Linked DNA regions of Hordeum vulgare: region 2 is linked to region 1. Evidence: chromatin contacts called from public Hi-C data. All regions are on one chromosome and are shown on one strand. Each heading gives the region's core, a stretch centred on a gene start, on an enhancer-like site or on the middle of the called end of the contact. The rest is flanking DNA. Distances are from core to core; before and after follow the strand shown.

Region 1 (3,105 bases), core at 487-2,986:
GGGCAGAGAGAGAGAAGCATATGTACATGCACATATTACAGTTCCAGATTTATACTCCATGATTCGCAGTAAAACTACGTTATCAGATTAAGCTGGCGGCAATCAAAAATCATGCCAACATCCACGAGCTGATGGCACAAACGAGGAGTAAAACAATATACCCCTCGGTTCCTAAATATAGGACGTATTAATGACTAAAAAGTAAAATTTACATATGTTTGATCAACTTTTTAAAAAAATCAATATTCATAATACCTGATCATTCATTATGAAATGCATTTTCATATTTTGTTTATTTGACATTATAGACATCGATAGTTTTTTCTATAAATTTAATCAAACATAAAAAAGTTTGACCTTGAAAAAAAAATACAATTTACTACATCTATAACTTAATATAAGATGCTTTTCGATGCTATATTAATACAAGACGTTTTTCGACGCTATATTAAGTTACAGAGTATGTTCTAAAGTGTATGATATAAATAAACGGAGCCAAGTATATAGGAATGTAAATGGTAAATAAGTGGCAGCCACAAGTCTCATTTATTTAGCTTTTTCTAGTTTTGTAGTTCATTTTCCTCAAAAAAAACAAAATTTTAAACTACCAGATAATAAGTGTGTTTAAATGGGATTAAATGGGACCCAATTCCCATCCCTAGAGCAAAGAAGCCTACAAAAAAAAAAGAGGCAAGAAGACCGAAAGATTCATAATGAAATCTTTTTTATTATAACCATCATCTCATCTGATCATTTGATTCAACTCCAAATCCCAAAAGGTCGTCAATGTACAAGACCGAAAGAGAAGACGAAAAGAAACAGAGCGCAGACAGCTCTGCTCTAGCTAGACACGAGACACCTAGGAGGCGCGCTTATCATCACAGACGCCCCATCACCGGAGAAGGGGCGGCAGCCGCAGGTGGGTTCCTTCGATTCTTGCCTCACCTCACCGGCGCTTGTGTCCGCCACCGCTGTGGCTGTGGCTGTGGCTGTGGTGGTGGCCGTCCCCGCGCTCCCTAGACCGCCGCGAGTGCCGCGGCTCCTCGTGCTGCCGCTCGCGCTCGCGCTCCCCCTCCCGCCTGGAGGACGACGGCCTCCTCTTGAAATGCTTCTCCTCCTCGCTCGACTGCTCCTCGTCGTCGTAGTCCGTGGGCGCGGGTCTCCGCCTCTCCTCCTCCGCCGCCAAGACCGTCTCCTGGTGGTGGTGACGGTTGTCGCTCTCCTCGGCAGCTGCGGCGGCAGCGACGCTTCTCTTGGATGAAGACGACGAGGATGCAGGTCGCTTGTCGGAGGACGACCTGCGGCTGCGCTTGGGGTCGGAGGTGTTGGCTTCGCCCGGGAAGCTGATGCGGGAGAAGACGCTGGCCTTGGCCTTGGAGCGCTGGTCTGCTGCAGCAGCCGCAGCCTTCGCGTGCTCTGCCTCGTGCCGCGAAGCAGGTGGCGGCGGAGGCGGGAGGGGCAGGTCGTCGTAGCGGTCCGACGAGGAGCGCTTCTTGCCGGAGCTGGAGGAGCGGTGCGGGGAGCGACGCGAGTGCCGGTCGGGGCTGTGTGGCGGCGGCGGCAGTGCGCGCTCCGACCGGTCCGTCTGGGGCCTCGACCTCTGCACACAAGAAAAGGAAAAACAAAAACGGGACCACAAGTCAGAATAATGCTAGTACCTCCAATTTCCCACAGACTTGACCTGGATTCATAACCAACGGATTCAAATCGTACGGCCAAGAATATTCCATGCTTTGCACAGACAGCCCTTGGCCCAACCATGGACAAGGAGGCCTCGAGCCGCCGGCCTAACCACGTAGCATATCCTGGACTGTTTGACAACGTAATCCTAATTCCTTTGTCTAGAAAAAAAACGTAGTCCTAATCATACTTTTTTTTGTAAAACAGATTGTCGCTTTCATATGGCGTCGTGATCCCTTTTTACCTTTTGCACTGTACACTATCTACATCTACATCACATCAGGGATCAAACATGGTGAAATGGTGATTAACTTGAAGCAAGAAGAAAGAAGATGGTAAAAAAAAGTTTTTCATTTTAAGAAAACAAAACAACAACAAAAAAGGGAAAACGAGCCAAAAATAAACAAATACGAAGAAAAACCAAAACCGGTGAAAATATATATAAACAGATTTGTTTCTCCCACATATATTTGATGCCATCCTGCAGCCCAAAACCGCAACGAGAACAGGACGGCACAGGGAAGGACACTGGGAGCAGCAGGACGACACAACTCGGGCCAGCAACTGCTGCTTTTGCGAATGGAAAAAACTGGGAGCAACTGAGCACATCGGCCTTGCCGGTACCAGCCAAGAACGCCGCCCGATCACGCCAGGGACGTTGACGAATGCAACAGGGCACTTTTCTTGTTTGGCAAGTATCAGAAAGGGCGGTCTTCTTCCTGTCCAGTGGTGCTGACCACTCCACTGCTGACGCCGCCGCCCACAAGTTTACCATGGAACTGACAGTACATAACTTTGCAAGATAATAGATTGACAGGAAAAGACATACATCCTTAGGTCTCATCGATGTACTATCGTTTACGGCTCCTGATGATTCCCTTGCTTCCCTTCGATACTCCCTGCCCCGGTCCCGGTCGCGGTCTCGGTTTCGGTCTCGGTCTCGGTCTCGGTCACCATCACGGTCTCGCTCCCGCTGCCTCTCCCGCTCCTTTTCCCTCTCGCGGGAATGTTCACGTTCCCGCTCCCGGTCCCTCTCCCTGCATTTGTAGATAAGCATTGAGCATTCATTAATACATTTTAACCATTTTCATAAAGGATGGTGAATAACTGAGGATGAATCTTTCAGGAATTTGGACTTTCAAGGCACAAGGAATTTGCACTTTGGGACACAAGTGGCAAGTTTCATCACTGAAAACAAGAATATCAAGAGCAAAACTATGAAGGCTAGTTAACTAGATGAAGCCAAAACGCTAAATTATGAAGACTGTTTCAACTACACGGTTCACATAACTCACATGCTTTGATCAAAAGCAAAACAAATATCAGAATGTAGTGTGATTGCCATTTTAAAGCTGTTTCTACAGCCTCGTTCCTGATCATTAAATCTTGATTGGATGGTAAAGATTTCTTTTCCACTAAATGATA
Region 2 (3,216 bases), core at 289-2,788, 360 kb before region 1:
CATCTAGCACGCGGCAACACTTCGGATGGGTATTCTTCAAATATAATAACGACGGGGTATGTTCTTCTTTCGTTCGGCTTTGTCAACTTATTTGGTTAAATTTTGGTAACTTATTGAGATGTTCATGTCTGTAGGAAGGTTGATGCTCATTTAGGTATTGGGAAAAAGAATACATCGATTTATTCACAGAAAGAAACTTAATAGATGTTCGTGCACTCCTTAGTATAAATGAGGCTAATGATGCGGTTGCATGTGCAATTAGAAAAGAAATCGGAGGGGAATCAACGTCTAATTCTTTCAAATCAAAGCCGAAGAATGAAGAATGTAAGATGAAGAATACGCAGATCAACAATGAATGCATGGAGAAGATGTTGATCCAACTAGTGGGAGCAGTTATGGAAGTTGGATATATTCCAAAATGCCTAATTGTGATTCTTGTTTTCTTTGATTTTGCTATTTTGGCAAAGATTTGGTGATTTATCATGTATCCAATACCTTTGAAGAAAATAAAGAAACAAAAAAAATATATGTTTTCATGCTCGAAATTGAAATGCGAATAACTGATATACGGATCGGCATCGGGTGACGGCCGAGCAGACCCTGCAAAACTAATCTGTAAAAAAAGATATTCACATAGTATTTTTTTAACGGGTCCGTTTTGCGGGGTCTGCTCGACCGCCGCCTACATTGGTCTACAAAAACGTTTTTCCACAAACTGTGAACGACTTTTGCTAGTCGGTGATATATGAAATCTGCTAGAGATGCTCTAAGAAGCTTTTCTTTAAGGTGACCATAGGTAGCCAATCTCTCACACGATAAGGAGCCTTGCCTCGTTCTCATCACCACTCACGGATAAATGGCGCAATACTTTTTCATGAATTTCTGCTATTTGTATAACATAATACATATAATAATATAACAGGATTTTTTGAGGACCAAGTGCAAAAATAAATTTTTATATACATGCACACACAGTGACGAATCTAGAACGAATTTGAAGGGCAGGCCCACCTTTAGTACAAAGGATTAATCTGGACTAAGATGGACTGAAATTAGGCTGAGATGGGCTCGAATAGACTGGGTTTTAATTTTGGAGGGCAGACTTCGACAGACTGAAGCATGTTGAAGCCTACCCAGTAGAATCGTCACTGTGCACACACACTAATCCATATGCACACATCTTCAAAAGATTGAATCGATAGATCTTAAAATTGATGAAGTCGTCGCAAACACCACTTAATTGTCAGACATGTTGTATCACTAAAAGAATAGCACTGAAGAATCTAAAAAGAAATGCAGAAAAAGAGACAATCACAGAGAACCTGACCATCTGAGATATGAGATATGATCAGCTGAACATTCCTGTTTCAGGGGAAATCAGTTGAACATCCTGTTCTTATGGTTTTAAAATTTCAAACTAACGGGGCACTAAACTAGGTCAGACTCAATTCGTCCAACCGTCCAGGTGAGCTAGACTATAGTACTCCGGTGTCACGAACACTTCGTGCGTGTTCCTAGCAAAAAAAAAAAAAAGTGAACAACACCTTGTACACGGACGGACGACACACACAAGTGGTTAGAAGTTGTTGCAGCCTCGCCGAAGCCTCAGATGGAGATGACCGGGTAAAAAAAGGCGAGACGCGAAGTGAGCTGGCAAACGGCAATTGCTTTTGTTATGAACTGGCGGTCGAGAGCGACCGGGGGAGCTCCGCGCTAGGGAGTGGTGAATGGTGACCGTTGAAGTGACCTACACTGTGGTTTGTGGACCACTTTTTCTCCCGCGGATTGCCAACCTAGGTGTAAAAGCTTTGGCTAAACAAGCATATATGCTGAAAAATTCTTCTGTTTGGAAAGATGACCCGCCTGATTTTATTTCTTCTTTGATTATAAATGACATTGCTAAAATCTGAGAAATGAATTCTTTACCCTGTAAAAGAAAGCTTTGTTGACATCGTTCAAAGCTAGTTGTGGTACTACCTCCGTTCCTGATTTTTCGAAATACTAATAAATTTTGTATAAGATGTTTTGGAAATTTAAATTAAACCAACATAACATCAAAGGCGAAAGAATAGTTTGATTTGTGCTCACCATGTAGCTGTACGCCCCCTCCCTACACCAGCGGCGACTGGTTATTGTTTCAGCGTCTGCTCGGTTTGCACGCAACTTTCGTGGTGCTTCCAAGTGCCATCTTTGGCGTTAGACTTCGGCTGGTGCGGTGCTCATCGCCGATGGGAGGACGGGCGACACTTACCTCGTGTGGATGTTGGTCGGGAGCCGTGTGGGGGGGGGGGGGGGGGGCACAGGGGATGGCATGTGCGGAGGCTATCGAAAGGGATGGGTGGCTCGAATGTGGTCGGGCCACCCTTTACTCTCCTTTTCCTCGGCCTGATGTCTCTTGGTCCTAGATGGGCGGCGATATGGTCAACCGGTTACTAGCAGCGCCATCCATGTAGGTATGCTGATCGATGATAGTTCATACTCATGGATGGGATCAGTGGTGTCCGTATCTGTACGTGTCTGTGCTGTGGCCTCAGCTATTTTATGTTTTTTTCACTCTGTTCGGCTGTGGTTGTCTGGATGCTGGAATATTCGTTTTATATATAAAGCAGGGCGAAAGCCTGTTTCAAGAGAGTGGTGTTCGTATCCAGGACGGTGGCCCTAGTGGAGAGAGTCGTTGTGCCCGTGGGCGGAGCTTGCGAGTAGGGTGCTGGTAGGCTACCATTGTCGTGTGGGCGGCATGGTGGTTGTTGTTCGATGTTTCGTTGCGGGTCTTTCTGGCCGAATGACACATCTCAATCGTATCCATAATTTTTGATTGCTTCATGCTATTAAATTACCAATCCTATATGCTTTATATGTCATTTTATATTGCTTTTGTGGACTAACCTATTAACTAAGTGCCTCGTATTAGTCTTAGTTTTTTTGCTTATTTCTTTGTTTTGGAGAAAAATCATATCAAACAAAGTCCAAACACGAAGAAATTTTACGATGATTTTTATGGACTAGAAAAGACCGTAGAAGCTTCAGGGGAAGACTGGAAGGCAAGCGAGGTAGCCCCAAGCTCAAGGTGGTGCCCCCGGGGGCACGCCGTGTGAGCTTCATCCCATCCTCCCCCGAGCACCTCTCGGACCTAATTCCATCGCAATATATTCTCATATATTCTGAAACCCCCACAGCGACACCCGAAACAATTTTATTTTCATCGCAAGCCTCTAC

Evidence for each region. A called contact is a pair of places that touch in the nucleus more often than the background predicts.
Region 2: a contact with region 1 is called in a Hi-C map of leaf, with 2.7 times the contacts expected there. The contact joins two enhancer-like sites. A contact is called at or near these places in 3 of 6 Hi-C or Micro-C datasets (leaf and seedling).

The regions. Positions count from the first base shown.
Region 1 is chr6H:439,416,647-439,419,751 of MorexV3_pseudomolecules_assembly, reverse strand. It overlaps LOC123404523 (E3 ubiquitin ligase PARAQUAT TOLERANCE 3-like), which reads right to left. Exons shown (of 15, transcript XM_045098450.1): 14 at 2,510-2,717; 15 at 708-1,600. The coding sequence ends at 947. Among protein-coding and RNA genes, the nearest start is that of LOC123404523, 9.4 kb to the right of the region's middle. Within about 2 kb of position 1,736, at least 3 of the 3 cell types and tissues checked have open chromatin away from gene starts, as enhancers often do. A contact at or near this core is called in leaf, where this site is marked.
Region 2 is chr6H:439,779,038-439,782,253 of MorexV3_pseudomolecules_assembly, reverse strand. No RefSeq gene overlaps it. Among protein-coding and RNA genes, the nearest start is that of LOC123405570, 150 kb to the right of the region's middle. Within about 2 kb of position 1,538, at least 2 of the 3 cell types and tissues checked have open chromatin away from gene starts, as enhancers often do. A contact at or near this core is called in leaf, where this site is marked.